Regions from separate parts of the Mus musculus genome. Here region 1 is linked to region 2. Evidence: chromatin contacts called from public Hi-C data. All regions are on one chromosome and are shown on one strand. The core of a region is the stretch at or near the end of the contact, and the rest is flanking DNA. Distances in the headings are between cores, read along the strand shown. Region 1 has its middle 89 kb from the start of Lnx1. Region 2 overlaps Scfd2 (Sec1 family domain containing 2).

Region 1 (4,573 bases), core at 395-2,894, 460 kb before region 2:
AGTTCTAAGGGGAAGAGTGTACCATCCTAGAACAGAAATCCCTGAGGGTCCCAGACTCAAGAGACAATTGGGGTCAGAACTAAAATCTTCAGGAAGCTAAGAGTTCCCAAGTGACATGAGCCCTCCCTGCTCCCTGCAGCTGGCACTGGCCCTAGCCTGAGTACTGGCCTCTTATAGGCCTCTTCTTGTCTACATATGGTTTCAGCCTTCCTCTAGGGGGCTTAGAACTTAGGCTCGGGGCTAACAACTACATCTGGGAGGCTCTAACCCAGAGAAACACAAAGACCTCTTTCAAAGTACAAGTACTGAAAAAAAAAATATAATCTCAACACTTCCTCCGTATGCGTCATACCTTTTTTTTTTTTTTTTCCTGATGTCAATAGCATGTTGGCCGATTGGGTCTCAGAGACCATGTTAGGATGAACACTGGTTGCTGTGTTTAATTAGAAGGGCAAAAGATAGAGTAGCTTGGACTTTGAGCAGAAAGAAAACCAAGAGGAGGAGCTATGAGGCCTGGCAGATGTTCTCTGACACAGTCAGTCCCTGCCAGCTCTGGGCCCTGTCCCACCCCTGTAGAAATTCTGGCAAGTCCTATCGTTATTTTTTCTAACCTGTCATTATCTGTCTCCTGGAGGTAATAACTTCAAATTTCATAGGACTGTTCAGTGAAAATTAAACAAAAGGAAACACATCGGATACTTTCTATAGTACTAAACATATAGCAAGTATCTGGCACCAGTATTTTTGAATCATAGACATTGCTTTATTGTTTTTTGCTTTGCTTTAAGATTTGCTTGTAAGATTCTAGAGAGAGGCAAGCGGCCAAGGAGAAAAAGATGATTAACAGTTTCCAGGGACCCATGCTGAAGTAGTGGTAACGCTGGAGTGACCCCTTGCTGGGGCACAGATGTTCAAGCCTCCAGATGTTCACACTGGACTGGTTTTCTGTATGTAGCACAAAGGAGCTGAAACCCAAACAGGTCTGGGAAACTTGTACAAGCACAAAGTCAGTCGGGAGCACAGCGACAGTCTTAAATCAATTGCAAATAAAAGCCCCAAGAAGGAACTCTACTACCGCCTGCACCCGCGGTAACCTGGAAAGCTTGCTTCTGCTTCGGGTTTCTCCACATTATACAAAGGAGTAGGAGAGAGAGAAGTGGGGAAAGAGGAGGGGTGAAAGATGGGGAGGGGAAGGATGGAGAGGAGGAAGAGGAGAAGAGAGGGGGAAAAGGGAAGATGGAGGAGAAAGAAGAGGGGGAAGAAAGCGGTGGGGGGAGACTTTTTAAACATTCCTCCCCCAACTTCCTGCCTCCTGGAGAGAGGAGCCAGCAGCCACCAGAGATCTTAGAGGGACGCCTTGTGTCTGGGCCACCACGGGCAGTCAAGGAGCCTTGCTTTTGGTCCTAGGGGAAGCTGTCCCTTGAGGAGGCTGCAGTGTGTCCACCAACATGGTTCAATGAGGGCAGTAGTTTGCACACATGGGGAACCACTAGGAATGACAGAGTCTAGCCCCGGGGCTATTTTAGGCCAGACCCAGAATTGGAGTCAGTGGAGGTTTTGTTTATGTAACATCTGCTCAAGGCTCTTTGGAGCAAATAACCCAGGCTTCCAGGCCTGCGCTCGCTCAACGAGCAGGGGCGTGGCTTCGAGCTTCCTGTTGTTCTTGGCACTGCTTCCCTGCTGTTGTGGCTCCTCTCCCAAAGCTGTTTGCTGCCTCCTAGGCTCAGCGCAGTAGCTTTCTCCTTAGATCCCTTTCTAGGGTCAGGATAGCTTGTAAGTAGCCATGAAGCTAGAGGAGATGGTACCGCAGGGACTATGCTCCAGGGAGTTGCTTCCTGACCCCCGGGTGTCCTGGCCACTTGTCAGCCTCCCCCTGCTTCACAGTGCCCGCCCGATCTCTTACTTGAACAGCTTTCATGACAGGTCTGGCATGCTAGACAAAAGATTCTGTTCTGTATTCTGAGAGCACAGATCTGAATCACGACCTGCACCTGATCCTTGCGGTCTGGAATTGTCTTTACCTGAAAAGCATATAAACAGGACTGTTTCTTGGTGTCCTCCTGCGATTGGCTCCAGTACCCAGTGGATACTGAGATGCAAGGATGCTCGAGTACCTTCTGTGAGATGGATAGTGTTTGCATAAAACCCACGCAATCTCCTGATTACTTGTTTCACACAAATCAATGTAAGTGCTGTGAGTAGCTGCAGTTATTGCTTAGGGGAAAATGACCAGGAAAACAGGAGTGTACATGTTTAGGACAGATGCGGTTGTTTTTCATAAACATTGTTGTCTGTGTTTGATTGACCCCATGAAGGCAGAGCAGACACAGTGGGTTACCGTACATATTATAATATACACTAATTTTCTTTGTTTCAGGCCTTCTCAAGGGCATGAAGACTGTAGCTTTCTAAAAATCCAGATAATGTAGGTACTGTGTATTTTGTCATGAACTCTTTGTATGTCTGTGTGTGACAATTACGTATGTGTATGCATATCTATAGCTATCTATATTTATATCTATCTATATATAATGTATTTTGACTAAATTCACTCTCCCCCATTCTTTCTTGTCCCCTCTTGCTGAACTCCATATTCCTTCCACCCAGTCCCTCTCCTACTTTCCTGACATTTTTTCTGTTCTTCCTCCCCGTCCCCACTCACAACTTACTGATTTTAATCAGCATTGTTTACATGAGCTTGGATAGGAATACTATTTCCTAAAGTCTGGACGACCTACCTGTGGCCAGGAGGAAAATCCCCTCCCCTCCCCTCCCCTGATACCCTGTTAGCTGCCAAGAACTCCTCAAGGAAGGCTAGGCCTCATGAGGAGGCCTCCCTCCCTTACAAATGATGGACCACTGATGGGCCCTCAGTGGGCAGGTAACCATGGCTACAAGTTTATGAGTACAGTGGCCATGTCATCCTGAAGATTGGGCTTCGCAGCACTCTTCCTCATCTTCTGACTTACATTCTTTCTAGTCCCTGCTCCATGATCCTCTTTGTGCCTTGGAGGGGGAAATACAGATGTGTGGATACACACAGAGGATAGCACTGTCAGAACGCCCCACTGCCTCAGCCGGTGGCAGAGGCTACTGCCTCACTCTCAGCATCTCGGAACAGGAAGCAACTCAATGTCCCACCAAAGTGAAACAGATAAGTAAACTTAGCTACACTCACACAGCATCTCATATACTCATACAGAATACTCTGCCTCTGCAGAAAAGAATGTGTCACCCATGCCCTCAACTGTACCCATGTCTAGATCTGTACCCATGCCCACATCTGTACCCATGCCCACATCTGTACCCATGCCCACATCTGTACCCATGGCCGTATCTGTATCCACACCCACATCTGTACCCATGCCCACATCTGTACCCATGCCCACATCTGTACCCATGCCCACATCTGTACCCATGCCCACATCTGTACCCATGGCCGTATCTGTATCCACACCCACATCTGTACCCATGCCCATATCTGCGCCTGTACGAGCAGGATATGAATGAAGTCTCTGCCAATAGGAACAACTTTAGGAAAAACTTTAATTTTTTCCTCATGTTTGAAGGCAAATTTTCAAGTCTCTAAACCCTTGCCTAACTTCTGCTAATCTTCTCTGGCGTAGAGAAGGGCGCCAGCTTCCTAATAGCTCTGCTTCCCACAAGCCTGGGGAAGTGGAAGCACAGCTCTTGGTGGGGAAGAACTCAACTTTGATTGTAGATTTTCTTATTCTTACTAAAACCCAATAGACTAGCCAGTTGACCAAGGGAAAACAGTTGTTTCAAATTAGGTATAATTTTGAATTAAGCCAACATCGGCTTAATACATTTCAACTTAGATATTTTCCTATACACAAGATATTTCCCTAAGTCCTACAAAGATCGATATTTGGCCTCACGCTTTGTAAAACATCAAAGCAAGCTTGTTTCTGACAGTTGTACTGCCAATGCCCTGGATTCAGAGGAAAGGATTTTTATAAAAATCATTTCTGTCCGGGGACGGAGTCTTCATTCACTCAAGTAATAGATTTGGAAACAAAAGCAGTTAAGACATGTACGCTCCACTAACAAGCCAAAGTGCTTGCAGGTCTGTAAAACATGGCGCTACTCCAGGCAGTTCATCATCCCATCCATCTTCCCCTCGCAGATACTCCATCAGGTTTGTGAAAATCTCTGGCTTTTGTACTTGGGTCTCACTCACCTGATACTCCAGTTTTCAGTGAAAGAGTATTAAATGAATTAGAAACAAAGAAGCCAGAGACACTTGAAGGAGAGTCAGCCATCGGAGAAACTAGCTCTAGATCTTTCTGGCCTGGCCAAGGGACTGGAAGCAAGTTATCTCACCTACCTGAGCATCGCTGCCACCATTCATAAAATGGGTACAGTAATACTGACCTCCGAGTTTTTGATAAGAATCCAGAAACATACCAGTGGGGTGTTGGAATAAAATGCCCCTCCCCATTTAAGAAATATGGTAGTTGTGTTAGACGTTTTAGCAATGGAAATTAATACAGACAAATGGTCTTCTCCCTGCAGGAGCTCACGACTGATCAATAGTTACCACTCCACCGAG
Region 2 (4,766 bases), core at 1,187-3,686:
TGTGAAAGGTTTCTGGTTTGGATACCAATGGTCATGGGGTAGCAGTTTGAAGACAGACAGAGTAACTAAAGAAGCACATCTGGGAAGGACACTGAGGGCTCAGTGCTGGGCTGATGTCTGCACACTTATCACTCCAAGAGGTCTAAGTACTCTCCATGCTCCTTCCCTTGCTCTTCTGTAACCTGTTGGTATCACACAATCCAATTGTCCCTTCAAAACATCATCAGACCATCTCTCAAACACCCCTTCAGGAGCCCCCCCCCCCCATATTTAGGCAAAAAGCTAAAGTATCTGCAGTGGCCGGGGGGTGGGGGTGGGGGGTGGGAGGGGGCTGCTGCATATCTCAAACCTTACCGACTTCACTTCCATCTCTCTTGTCCCATGTTAGCCACCCCACCTCTACAACCTCCTCAGATCAGCCAGACATGCTGTGTCCCACAGTCTCTCAGCTTGCTGATCTCTCTGCAACAGGTGGTGCTAGAGGAGGAAGAGGAGGTGGTGGAGGTGGTGGTGGAGGAGGAAATGGAGGTGGAGATGGTGATGAAGGAGGTGGTGGTAGTGGTAGTGAGTTGGTTTTGGCTCAAGCCAAGAGCAGGGGCTAAGACAACAGTAAGTGAAAAATATGGCTCCTTCCTTCACCTGCCCAAGTTTTTTTCCAGATTGCCTCCTGTCAACTTAAGATCACCAGTACCTTTCCCTCTCCTGCCATCTCTATGCCTATTTCAAAGCCCACCTTTACCTCTCTGTACCAGCCAGTACCATACTTAGAATAAACCATGATAAGTAAGCTTATTTAAAATCTTCACATTTTAAATCACAAAAATCAAGGCCCAGAGAAGGAAAGTGGCTTGCCCAGCATCATGTAACCCGTCAGTAGCAAAGCTGGGAATGAAAACCAGGTCCTCCGACCCTGGTTTAGTGCTTCACACCCAATCTCACACTTCACATTTTTGGGATCAAACTTTTAAAGGTATAAACTTAGCATTTTATAATAAAAACCCAGTGAAATATGGTGATTCCTCTAAAGGAATCTCCATAAAACCAGCACAGTATACTGTGAGACATCTGCTTTCTAAGTACTTAGATTTCTAGTACTAAGAGAAGGTACCTACAGGACTGGTAAGACGATTCACTGTTATGGAGCCTGACAAACTCAGTTCATAGGACTTATATGGAAAGAGCAAACCAACTCCTGCAAGATGTCCTCTGATCTCCACATCTATACACTGCCTGCACTCACCTGTCATGGTGGTTTGTGATCCAGTAAACAGACATGAAGGAGGAGGGGAATTTATTAGAGATTATAGTGATTGGGGCATCTAGGATCATGTGCTTGCTTCCTACATAACCAATAAGGGCAGAATCGTAGGAACAAACAAAAGAATAGTCAGGTTTGACAAAGGATTCCAGGGTTGGGGGTGGAGAGTAGAGGCCACAGAAGGAGAGTGCCGTGGCAACTGTAGACCCCCAGAGACCTCTGTTTGTTTTGCCTCGGTCCTCAGGGAGCAGAACTAGGATAGAACTGGAAGGCCAAGAGCTTCATTAGGGCCTTGATGGTAAAGAGGGAGACAGCAGAGACCCCTCTGCAATGTCAGTTTGACACTTGGGACAAAAGAGCAAAACCAGAACTGGAAGGAGGGAGAAGCTCCACGCGGGTAAAGTCTAAGCAAGGCATGAGCAACCCAAGGACCGTGGGTTAGAGGAAGTAGACAAGACCAGCACACACCCATCTTCAGTCACTGGCTGGCACTCCTGAGGGACTGGCCAGGACTCAGAAGCTGAGCTTGGTACAGTGGCTTGGGCACTGGGGGCTGTCCACTGACTGTGCTTCTTGCCAACACAAGACAAGTCCTTTCTCAAAGGAGTTTGGACAATGAATGGCAGAGCTGCCAACCTTCTGTAATTAATTGTGACATATTTTGCTTATCAAACACAGTATGTGTAATCAGCATGTCAGTGTCCACAAATAAGAGACATTCTGTTCTTTGCAAATGTTTAGTCATTTTGAAATATTTCTAAATTTTTAAGAAAGAATTTTTAAAGTTTTAAAAAGCATAAATAATGTAGAAAGACTCAAATATCTCTGTTTTACTCCCAGTTACCACTGAAAAATCTGGTATGTGTTCTAAGAAAGCTTTTTCTTTTTTGTAATATTTTATATGTATGTAATGTATGTGGTATTCAAACATGGAGGAATACTGAAAATAATTCTTTTTGTGTATTCAGCACAGTAAGGCCCTTAGCCCTGTGACATCTCTCGCCTGCCCCGTTCCCGTCTTCTGTTGTAATCAGCTGACATTTTGTTCCAGATGCTTATTCTATTTTCCTTTCTGTTTGAGTTAATTTTTATTTACACAGGCATTGAGTTCCACGGCAATCATTTAGTGTTGTGCATGGCTGCGTTCTTCTCTCAACGCTGAGTCCCCCTGACGCATTTATATTTGCTAGTTGACAGCCACCTGAGATCTCTAGCCTAATCATGACACTTTAATTTGGCTGCCATCTGCTTCCTGAGTTCTTTTGGCGGGAGGCCATCTCTCTGACTTCACTCCTTGCCGATGGGGGCTTCGTCTGATGGCTCCTCATGGTGCCTTCCTTCGTTCCATCTGAAAGACGGCCTCCGCCGGCGTTTTGAAGTAAAGTCTTACTGAGGCAGTTCCCTAACTACCTTCCCTTATTTAAAGAGAAGTCACTTGGCTAATGTGTGATATCATAGTGTTTGTTGATGGTCACATATGCTGCCTTGGTTACAAATGCTAAAGTGACAGTTTCTTTTAGAAAGAGTCCCTCTGGCCCCACAACCATTCTAACTCACAAGGTCCAGATGACCAAAGCCAGAGAAAGCCCCATCCCTCTAGCTGTGGTAAGCCAGGGATCTCAATTAGATAACAGTCAGTGCATTCCTAAAGGAACCTGTAGAGGCTGCTCTGAGAAGGGAGGATTGCAGAGCGATCAAGGGCCTCTGTTAGCCCGTTTGGTGGGAACCATATATCTGTCTAAGTTGAAGAACCTCGAGATAGAATTGTAACATTCCCTGGGGGCATTATGTGAAGCCAGAGCTTTTCCATGTATATGTTCCTGGACATGTTATTTTATTTATTTAGATATTGGACCCTGCCTTAAAATTCTAGTTTTGGGGAAGGCGAGCATTCATTTCTCTTTCTTTTTGATTCAAGAAAGCTAAAGAGCGTGGCTTTTTGGACCAAGCTGAGTCAGATCCTTCCCGTTGGCTAGCTCTAGCTGAGTTGAACAAAGGAAAGGAAGGCCCGTGTTGTCAGAACATGGGATTTGGTCTTTTAAAGGAGAAGCCGTACATTACCTACATAGAAATGAATGTCTGTGGCACTGGATTCTTGAAACCAGAACAGTGACTTTATGCACTTCCAGATTTGGGCTGGGGAATTAGGGCTTCCATTACAAACAGAGGACGTCAGGAAAACCAGCTATGCTTCCCTGTCAAGAATGGCTTTGCCTGCCCAGCAGAACATGATATGCTTTATTCTGATCCTTGAGACTAGCCAGCTCTTTACTCCTGGATGTATGTGAGACGGGCTTTTTCCCTGTGACAGAGCCTATTACTCCCGCTACTTGTCTTAACAAATGGGAATATTTATTTGCCACATTGTTACCCTAACAAAGAGGACAAATATAAAAATAAAATTCATAGAGTTAGTAATAAACTTCAGGGTTCCATAAGCCCTGGAGAATCAGGCTGGATAAAGAGTGACTCTTAGTAAGTGTTTGAAGCAGCCATTTATGTATCTCCTGAGAGCAACGTCAGACTGGCCCTGGCCCTGGCCCACACTTACAAGGGCACAAACAATTTGGTTCATTCGTTGCCTGTTTCCACCCAGTGCTTATCCTTACAATGCCCCCAACCTAGACACTTGGGTGGACAAGTTACTCCCTTGGTGAGTCACACCATATAGTTCATCTCCTTATTTAAATGCCATCTTTCTGTGCTCGGTGGGGGTGAGTCTACAGATATAGTGAGATGGTGATGTAATTTGCAGAGAGTTGTTACTGAAATTTGACCATTAAAACTATGTCTACCAAGTCATGCAGGAATTGCAAATCCCTGTCCAACCTGAAACACATTGTGAGCCCCGTCAACTCACCAAGGCCTTTCCCCCAGTGCCAACAGGGGTGATTTTCCAGACACCCCTAAATCTACAGGAGGCTATATAGAATGCAGCTGCAGTGAAGTTCTAGAAATAAGCTTTTGCCATTGGGGGTCTCCCAGATGGTTGCATAAGCCCTTTTAATTAGCATATTACTGACCCAATAATAGCTTCTTCTGAGAAGTGTTTTATATTTCAGTCTACCCATCTGGCATGTATATGCTGCTTAAGGACCACATAATAAAAGCCTTTATGAAGATATGCACAGCATATGTCTGGTAGCAGATTTGAAGATTGAATGGTCCCCACGGTTTTCTGTACCCCACTTCTCCAAGCAGGGAAGCAACTAAATAGCTAAAACCAGCGCACTTATTTAATTCAGCAAGGATTTTTATCTAGGTTGCAAAAAATTTTATATCAGCAATTTTAGAATAATCTTTCAACTGTTTTCAAGGTCAGTTCCCACTTCATTGCTGGTAGAGCTCTTATCAAAATTATTAAGATTTCAGACTAAACAAAGACATCAACAGGCAATGAGGCACGAACCTGTCACGACAGGAGGTGGTAGGACCCATATGACACAGGTGAGCAAAAGATGGGAGACCTGAAGAACAGCTGTAGCATCCTGTAGCTTTAGGCACTCAC

Evidence for each region. A called contact is a pair of places that touch in the nucleus more often than the background predicts.
Region 1: a Hi-C map of the 3T3-L1 cell line shows a contact between it and region 2, with 5 times the contacts expected there. The contact joins two enhancer-like sites. A contact is called at or near these places in 1 of 484 Hi-C or Micro-C datasets (the 3T3-L1 cell line) and 1 of 9 other capture datasets (embryonic stem cells).

Annotation. Positions count from the first base shown.
Region 1 is chr5:74,789,507-74,794,079 of GRCm38.p6, reverse strand. No RefSeq gene overlaps it. Among named protein-coding and RNA genes, the nearest start is that of Lnx1, 89 kb to the right of the region's middle. Within about 2 kb of position 1,644, at least 196 of the 459 cell types and tissues checked have an H3K27ac peak or open chromatin away from gene starts, as enhancers often do.
Region 2 is chr5:74,334,716-74,339,481 of GRCm38.p6, reverse strand. All of the region lies in intron 5 of Scfd2 (Sec1 family domain containing 2), which reads left to right. The region is part of intron 1 of Gm32064 (a long non-coding RNA gene); the gene reads right to left. Among named protein-coding and RNA genes, the nearest start is that of Gm32064, 21 kb to the right of the region's middle. Within about 2 kb of position 2,436, at least 15 of the 459 cell types and tissues checked have an H3K27ac peak or open chromatin away from gene starts, as enhancers often do.